Linked DNA regions of Sus scrofa: region 2 is linked to region 1. A link is a contact called in public Hi-C data. All regions are on one chromosome and are shown on one strand. Each heading gives the region's core, a stretch centred on a gene start, on an enhancer-like site or on the middle of the called end of the contact. The rest is flanking DNA. Distances are from core to core; before and after follow the strand shown. Region 1 holds the start of FUCA2 (plasma alpha-L-fucosidase). Region 2 holds the start of ADAT2 (tRNA-specific adenosine deaminase 2).

Region 1 (4,516 bases), core at 1,192-3,691:
GCCACATATATATTGACTTCCCCCCTTACCTCTTCGGAGCAGTCCCTAAGAGGCTATCTCCCTAGCTGTACTCCTCAGTTTGCCCCAAACAAAACAACTGACGGCTCTCACACTATGCTTTTTTTTCAGTTGACTTATCTAACAGACATGGTATATTTTTGTACACTATGTATATAGTATAAAATAGATTTAAATACTCAGTTAATTTTTTTTACTTAGGAATATATTATATATGTATGTATTGTGTGTATATACACACACACACACACACACACACACACATATATATAATAACTTTTTATCTTGAAGAGTTTAAAATACCTTATGTTTTTAATTAGGAAAGATATGTGAGAGTTCAAAGTTGAAAGGGACTACATGCACATTTATAAATATCAAGGCAAAAACCTAAAGAGCAATTTTTTTGTGTAGTACTTTTCACATAATAGTGTATTAATACTTGGAATTTTGGGGCGTTCCCTCCAGTCACTGCTAAGACACGGGTTTGATCCCTGGCCTGGGTACTTCCATATGCCAAGGTGCAGCCAAAAAAAAGAATCCTTGGGTTTTTTTTTTTTTTTTTTTTAGAGTTAATAGTCTTTTCAAAAAAATTGTTCTATGAGCCATGTGTGGTAACATTTTAATGTTAAAGAGCTGGTGAATGCCCAAATGAATAGAAGTTTTGATAGGGATGGAAAAGGATAGTTACACAGGTAGTTTATAGAAGTCCCAATAAGGGGCCCTAGATAGAGAGGGAAACCTAGGGAACTTTGGGAGACCATGGTAAGTTAATAATTGCTCAAGAAAACCATCAGACCAAGGTAGGCTTACTTGACTAGTGGAGGCTCAAGATATGCCTCAGGTCATTAGGTAGGGGGTGGGGGTGAGGCCTGCATTCAGGTTCAAACCAAGGGCAGAAGTTTAAGGACCTTCCTTCTGCTGATTTGAATAAGTACCAAGACAGTCCTAGTTTGGCCTTATAGGTCAAATACTCCCTTACATGATACTAAGGAGGCGCTACTACTCAAAGAAAGAGGTAGAGGCGGTCTTTCCCATCCCCACTCCCCTTGGATAATAAAACTGTAGCCCACCTAATCCTCAGGGCAGCGCCTCCTTTCCGGCCAGCTTGCATCTCTCGCAATAATCCTATCTTAGTAAACCTATTTCTTGCGCATCTCTTTGTCTTTCGCTGAATTCCTTCTGTATGGAGGCATAAAGAACCTGAACCTTGGCAAGTCCAGACACCAGGGAAGTGAGTCTAATTTACACGCTGTTGGTTCAAGTCCCCATCTGGGTCTAGGCTGGGTTCGAGTCCCTGGCACCTGGGTTCAGGTCCCGGTCTGGGTTCTGGCTGGGTTCAAGTCATAGGTGCTGTCAGTTTTAGTTTCACAAACACATACATGTATGTTTAAATCACACTTCATGGCAGAACAACTGAAAATTGACAGGTAGCAGCGGAACAGCGGTGGGACATCGAGTCTGTATCTCAATGGACTGCGGTTTAGGCCCAAGCTTCACCATCTCACCCCACACAAGTAGATTACTTCCTGCTGTTTCTGTCACTCGGAGGCTGCAGAGTGAGAACTACAACGTAATAAGTGTAATCATCAACAAGCTGAGAAGCGGGAGCCACATGAAGTGTCTGACAACTCCTGCAGTCACAGGGAAGAAAAATTCAGCGTTCATCAGCACGAACCACTAACACAATAAATTACACACTTAACACCCGGAAATGCCAAATGCAGTTAAAACAGCAGGAGGCGAAACTGACTAGAGGGCAAAACAAAGCCGCAAAGGCGGGATCTGGGTCGGGCTGGAGGGAACCAAAGCAGGGTCAGAGGAGACGGAGGGAGGCGCACTCACCAGAACCATTCGCTCCCAAAACTGGGCACGGAGAACACGCCCCAGTGGACGAAGATGCCGAACTTCGCCTGGTCGAACCAGCCGGGCAACTGGCGAGCGTCCAGGGACTCCCAGGTGGGGTCGAATCGCGCTGCGCCGCCAGCGGGGCCCTGCGGCAGCAGCAGAAGCAGCAGCAGCGGGAGCCGGGGTAGCTCCAGGGACCTCATGGCCCGCGCCTGCACTCCCGTCCGCTCACCAGGGCCTGCCAGCGGCCGCCCTTCCGCGTCCCTGGCTGACTGCGAGTCGTAACGGTCACCTGACCTTGGAGTAAGGCTCCCTCCCCGCTGGGATGGGAGTGGCTCCGGTTCTGGCTCGGGGAGCCAAAGGACCCCAGGAGGCCTGCATCGCTCACTTGCACAACTGAGGGGGCCCAAAGCCAACCCTGAGGCTGCTCAGCCAAGCCTCCTGTCTATCCGCTTTGGGGAGAAAAACGAGTCCGGTTCAGGGACTCGTGGGACTGCCTCTCCCTTGAAGCCACAGGATCCTTCCAGAAACTGCTGGAGAAAGCACGCGACAGACCAACCCATGTGGAACCGTGGACCGGAAGACCAAGGCAGGGAACCTCAGATGGCTCATCTCCTCCCGCCCAGGCTCGTGGCACGGAAAAGCCCAGATCATCCTCAGCCTCTGCCCAGATCATTCTCAGCCTCTGCATTTTACACGCCACTTGCACCTCATCCCACCCGCCCCTGCTCCTGGCAAAGGCCCTGGGTGTGTTTAGAACTGTGACTCTCAACTTCTTTGAGCCTGTATCAGGTGACATTTCCAAGCATTTCCAATTCTGGTTGGGAACCCAGTATTTGAATTTCTAACCAAGAGACGATCTTGCTGGTCTGAGCACCAAACTTTGAGAAACCCTGCAAGAGAAAACAAGGTGATCTAAGGCAGGTGAAGCCAGTGAAATGAATGCTTAAGAATCTGCAGGCTTGGGAAAGAAGCCAGAAACCTGGAATGATTAATCAAGGAACATCAGTCAGAAGCTGTCTCCCCATGTTAAGAAAAGCCAGAACCCCCACCTCTCTGCTCCAGAAAAAACAAAACAAAACGAAATACAGACACACACACAAAACAAAAAACCCTCTCATCTTTCCCTGCACTAGGTCAAATGTCACTGCCTCTGTGAAGCTGTCACCACCCTCCCTCCTGTGTGTTTCCATTAACACCTCATTCCAACCACTAATACAGGCGTCCACGGCTTGTCTTGTTAGGATACAGATTTCATTTCCCACTAGGCTGTGTGTGAGCACCCTGAAGAAAGGAATAGGGACATTCCTTTCTGTAGTTTCTGCATTTACAGCAGAGCCTGGGTAGAGCAGCACTCAAAGCACATTCGTTGAAGTCCTTCAGCAAACCTGGGTTCTATCGACTGTGTTCAAAAAACAAACGTCAGTGGAGCAAAAAAGATCAAATTGGCTTCGTTCAACGATTCATGAACAGGCAGCCTCCTATCTAGCAAATAAAAAGGTGACCCATGGAGTTGTACAAAATAGATTTTTTCAGGCAAAAGGAGGGTGGAACAAGGAAGTTCAAAGAGTGTGTTATTTTAGATAAGGTCACCTTCCCTTAGGGAAATGCAAGGGGTCCAGGTAAGATTACCTCACTAGTTGCTGATTGGGTCATTTCAGACTGATTGGTATAAAATTCCACTCCTGGGAGAGGCTGAAACTGCAGTTAAGTTAGCTACTAAGTCTTGGTGGGGTTTAGCATAAGTGACTCCATCTGAGGCTGCTTGTTTCCTTTACACAAATGTTATAAAAGAAGAAAGAAGGAAATGACACTAAGTAGCTATTGCCCTCATTCTCCTATCTCTGCAAAGACAGGGAGCAGCAGTGACCACTGTCATCCCAGGTATAAGGGCCTTCACCCCCTTGATGCTGTTCAGTGGAGTCCCAAGACCACTGCTTCCACCAGAAAGGCTCCCCAAATTTTCAGGATACGGAAAGGAGGGATCCAGCAGTCTACTGAACATCGTTAACAATTGCAGTAGCCTCAGTTAGGGATAAACTGGGGTGATAATTTTTATTATCTGGTCTTTAATCCTAGAATGATCTAGGACCTCAGTGGCCCCTAAACCTCCAGGGCATATTTGAATAACAACAAAAAATCGACCTTTAGTCACTGTGCCTGGGCATCTTTTGAAGCAGACGATTGCACAATACATGTAAAAGACAGTTTTCACAGTGACAAATGAGGTTGTGAACTCTCAGAGGGATGGTAGACATAGCCGGTGACAAGGCAGTGGGGCCCTGTCTTCTCATCCTTTGCCCATGTGAATTCCATCCTCCAAACAAATTTCTTTTATCATATAATAACTTATTTACATTTCCATGTATTTCAGTTAAAGAGTGCTAATCAGAGCTTCTGATCAGCACAATGCCACTGGGTCATTTATCATTTCCCTAAAGGAGAAGAAAATTTTTTTGTTAATAAGTACAACCTTATCATAAAAGCACAATTTCTGTAGGAAATACTGGAAAGAGATGAAAGGGCTTTCTTAGTGCCCTGAGAACATAGAAGATTCCTCGAATGCCACGTGGGGAACCACTGATAGAGGCTTTGGAAGAATAGGAAGTACACTTATCTGGAAATGAAGAGATTCTACTCAAAACGTATTTGT
Region 2 (4,516 bases), core at 972-3,471, 59 kb before region 1:
TTTCAAAATTTCATCTAAGCAAGCTTCACATAATTACTCTGAGGACAGTTCCCGAAGCAAATGAAAATAAACACAAGAGACCACAAATTCTAACTTCCCATTCCAGTATCCACAGCCCTCCAGATCTCTCACCCATAGGAAGATATAAATGCAGCTTAATCTAAGATAGTTTAGCCTTCACGTGCATTCATTATCATCCTCACTACTTATTAAGACGCTGCCAGGAGTTCCCATCGTGTTGCAGCAGAAAGGAATTTGGAAACATATCCGACTAGGAACAATGAGGTTATGGGTTTAATCCCTGGCCTTGCTCAGTAGGTTAAAGATCTGGCATTGCCATAAGCTGTGGTATAGGTCGCAGACATGGCTTGGATCCTGCATCGCTGTGGCTCTGGCGTAGACTGGCAGCTGTAGCTCTGATTGGACCTCTAGCCTGGGAACCTTCATATGCCCCAAGTGCGGCCCTAAAAGTCAAAAAAAAAAAAAGAGTTCCCGTCGTGGCGCAGTGGTTAACGAATCCGACTAGGAACCATGAGGTTGCGGGTTCGGTCCCTGCCCTTGCTCAGTGGGTTAACGATCTGGCGTTGCCGTGAGCTGTGGTGTAGGTTGCAGACGCGGCTCGGATCCTGCGTTGCTGTGGCTCTGGCGTAGGCCGGTGGCTACAGCTCCGATTCAACCCCTAGCCTGGGAACCTCCATATGCCCCGGGAGCGGCCCAAGAAATAGCAACAACAACAACAACAAAAAGACAAAAAAAAAAAAAGAGAGAGAAAGAAAGAAAACTACTTAGCATACGACATTATTGAAATGAAGGAAAGTGACATTTTGATACCACATGAAAACTCTTTGTCTCCAACTTGGAGAATTTGGTAACATAAAAGAAGTTCAGGCCGTATAAATTCATACAATTACAAGTCGATTTTTTAAAGGCATATGTGATCATTCATTACAGTAGCAGATAGAAAGATATGTATCCTGTTAGTTTAATGGAGGAAATAAATGTGGATGTAGGTTTAAAGAACGGGTCATGAAATCAAATCAGTAGGTCGTGGCCAACATTTTTTTCAAAATGAAACAAAAAAGAAATACCAGAAAAATTGTACATGGGACTGCTAAGCTCTGGTCTGTGAAACTTTTGCTTCAATTATGGCTATGTGTGTGTTTACTGGGTTGTGATACAAAACAGATTTTTTTTTTTTACTGTGAGTCACTTTCAAAAAACTATGAGAAACAAGTGTCAAAGAATATATATGCGTGTATATGTGTGGGCACGATCTATGTACTTATAGATATATGTCAAACACACTTTTATCCCTACTAAAGAGTTCGCTGGGTAAAGCTTGAATTACACACAGATCTGATTGGAGCCCTCCCTTAACCAGGAGCCCTAAGGGGAGCGAAGGAAAGAAGTAAAAAAGAACAGAGGTCGGGAGGATGGATGGATGGATGGATGAATGAATAAATGGGAGGCTCTGTACAGGGGCTTGTTTTCATCGTGCTCTCTACCAGAAACATCCTCAGCTTTCTACCTTCTAGTAGATAGGTTCAAGGGGTCATAAACACAAAATAATGTGATTTCGCGGATTTGCGAGTGTGTCCACAGGAAAGAAGGGGACGCAGCACGCACGTGCAGCAGCCCCCGAAGATCAGGGATTAAGTCTGAAGCATAATTCCAGCGGGTGAAAAAAGAAATAATTTCTGTATTCCTCTCTTCCTTTCCTCAGATCCACTGTGAAAATGGGCTAAAGAAAATTTCATAACAACACAGCCAGCTGTTACCCAGAGAATGTGAGTGCCATCGAGACTACAGCGACTAGCTAGGAAGCACCCTTGGGACCTTCCGTATCCTGACACAAATGCTCCAGTTGGATAAGCGGGAGAAAAGTTCCCATCCTATACATCCGCCACTCCACTCCCCTCACCATTTGCATCGCCTGCTCCATCCACTTTTCGGTCTCCTCCGCGGACACCGAGCATTCGCCGTCGGCGGCCGGCGTGGACTCCCCCTTGGCCTCCATTCTGCACGCGGGCCGCTGCGCGCAGCGCCAGAGGCCGCCGCAGTGGAGGAACGCTGGTAACGGAACGCGGCGGGTGCGGGCTGCCGTTTCCGGGGGAGTCGAACGATGGGACACTCGGGAGCGAATTCTGGACGGACCTTGGCGCCCCGGACCAGTGAGCGGCGGCGGCGGCGCGCCGGCTGCATCGGAAAGCGCAGCTGCTCAGCTCTAGTCCACGCCCCCTTCCCGCTCCGGTGACAGCCCCTGCGGAAAGTCGCGTTTGTGATTTCTGGAGAACGCTGAGCGGGACGACGGCGGTCCAGCCGGGTCTTCCGGGCCAGGTGACGAAGAAACGGTTTCTTGGGGAGCCATCCCCCCTACCTTCCAGGCAGCCCGCAGCCCCGGGGCCTGAAGATGCTGAGATCTACGTGGAATTTTCTGAAACGTCACAAAAAGAAATGCATCTTCCTGGGGACGGTCCTCGGAGGTGGGTGACAGCATTCTTGGAAAGGGGCATTGGGAGAAGGGGTTTGGGAGAGAGGTGTCTGTCTTCTAAAATAGAGGGGAGGGAACCATGGTGCAGGATTCGTTCAAGCATGGATGGGGAACGGAGTGATTGACAGACCCCCAAGGTTCTGGACATCTTTGCGGTTGTGAAATTTGTGCCCTTTGCCCTGACACTGCCCATTACTATGTTTCTCCCCTTTTGCACACTGACCACTGACCTTGGAAGAACCCACCACATTCTTTTTCTTTCTTTTCTTTCTTTTTTTTCTTTCCTCTTCAAGGCACCTTTCTCTTGTAGATACATGTTTTGTTTTGAATTCTCTTCTTTTGTTTTCCTGTGAGATTTTTCACTTCTCTTTGGCACTCCTAATACTTTGTTTGGCATTGGCCCATTGCAGAAGTTTCATAATATTCCAGGGGAGTTAACTAAAGCCTGCAGTCCGAGTGTTGTTTAAAGTTAATTAGAACTTTCAAAAACAGCACAATTGTCCTGAAGGACTGGAAGGTATATACTAAACAAAGAAACGCAAATCGATATCTTGGCCGTTTCTGCTATTTTAGAATACAAAGTGTGCAGTAAATTATGCAATAAGAAAGTGCTTGCAGGATATTGCGCAGTGTTCCTCAGGATCTTCCAGACTGGGATTAGCTCCCACCTAGCTGATATAATTGAGTTTCACAAGCTGAGAGGAGATGTAGAAACAGACAATCTTGGCAGCCCTTTTCCTCATAAGACAGTCATAATATGTAAGGATTTGAAGGAAGAATAAAAGTTTGGGGATGTCCAATGGACCCTATACAAAGCCCTTCTATTCAGTGGGATGATGACAGGATAGTTATTGTTACCCCCATTCAAAAATGAGGGATGGAGTTCCTGTCGTGGCGCAGTGGTTAACGAATCCGACTGGGAACCATGGGGTTGTGGGTTTGCTCCCTGGCCTTGCTCAGTGGGTGAAGGATCCGGCGTTGCCGTGGGCTGTGGTGTAGGTTGCAGACGCGACTCGGATCCAGCATTGCTGTGGCTCTGGCGTAGGCCGGAGACTACAGCTCCGATTAGACCCCTAGCCTGGGAACCTCCATATGCCGCGGGAGTGGCCCAAGAAATGGCAAAAAGACCAAAAAAAAAAAAAAAAAAAAAAAAGAGGGAGCCAGAGTCCTAGGAATTTTAAAAACTTTCTTGGGGTCGCAGAGTTAGTAGCATAGAAGCTAGAACTCAAACCCAGGTGATTTAGATCCTGAAGCACCTTCTTTTTCTGCACTATACCACTCTGTCTTCATGGTCTTTATGATCTAATAGGAATGAAAACAAGCGATTTAGTTCATTCAGGGGGCTGTAACAAAACAGCCTTATGATCTGGCTTATAAACAACAGACATTTATTTCTCACAGTTCTGGAGGCTGCGAGTTTAAGATCAGGGAGGGAGCTATCACAGTAAGGTGAGGGTTTGCTTCTAGATTGCAGACTTCTTGTTGCATCCCCACATGTACAGAAGAGGCTAGGGATCTCTGGGAAGCCTCTTTAATAAGAAATGCTAATCCCATTCATGAGGGCTCCATCCTCGTGCCCTAAGCACTTTCCCAAAACGCCCACCTCCAAATACCATTGTATGGGGTGTTAGGATTTCAACATATGAATTTGGGGGAGATACGAATATTCAAACCATAGCAACAAGTATATAAATTAAAATACAAAACAACATGAGCTAGAAAATGCTGTATATATCAAACTGGCAGATAACATGTATAGTTGGAAAAATCAGGAAAACTTAATGGAAGAAGTGGCACATTTTGGCAGACTTGCAAACTAGGTAAGATATCACCATGTGTGCTGAAAAAGTTTGGCCATTCACTGGTGGAGGAGGGGGAAACCTAAGTAAAAACTTTGAATTACAGGCTTTCTTAAGTAAGAATTGCCTGCATTTTGGATGAGTACCCTGTTTTAGACCAACTTGTGCAATTTGATCAGTTATGAAAAGACTAGAGCATTGTTTCTCAGACATTTTGGCCTGAGGT

Evidence for each region. A called contact is a pair of places that touch in the nucleus more often than the background predicts.
Region 2: a Hi-C map of skeletal muscle shows a contact between it and region 1, with 4 times the contacts expected there. The contact joins the promoter of ADAT2 here to the promoter of FUCA2 in region 1. A contact is called at or near these places in 2 of 47 Hi-C or Micro-C datasets (heart right ventricle and skeletal muscle) and 1 of 2 datasets of contacts at active chromatin or transcription factors (alveolar macrophages).

What each region holds. Positions count from the first base shown.
Region 1 is chr1:21,740,117-21,744,632 of Sscrofa11.1, reverse strand. FUCA2 (plasma alpha-L-fucosidase) reads right to left here and starts at 2,441. Exons shown (of 7, transcript XM_021072334.1): 1 at 1,861-2,441. The coding sequence starts at 2,066.
Region 2 is chr1:21,799,270-21,803,785 of Sscrofa11.1, reverse strand. ADAT2 (tRNA-specific adenosine deaminase 2) reads right to left here and starts at 2,221. Exons shown (of 6, transcript XM_001924236.5): 1 at 1,922-2,221. The coding sequence starts at 2,017. It overlaps PEX3 (peroxisomal biogenesis factor 3), which reads left to right and starts at 2,171. Exons shown (of 12, transcript NM_001244185.1): 1 at 2,171-2,483. The coding sequence starts at 2,411.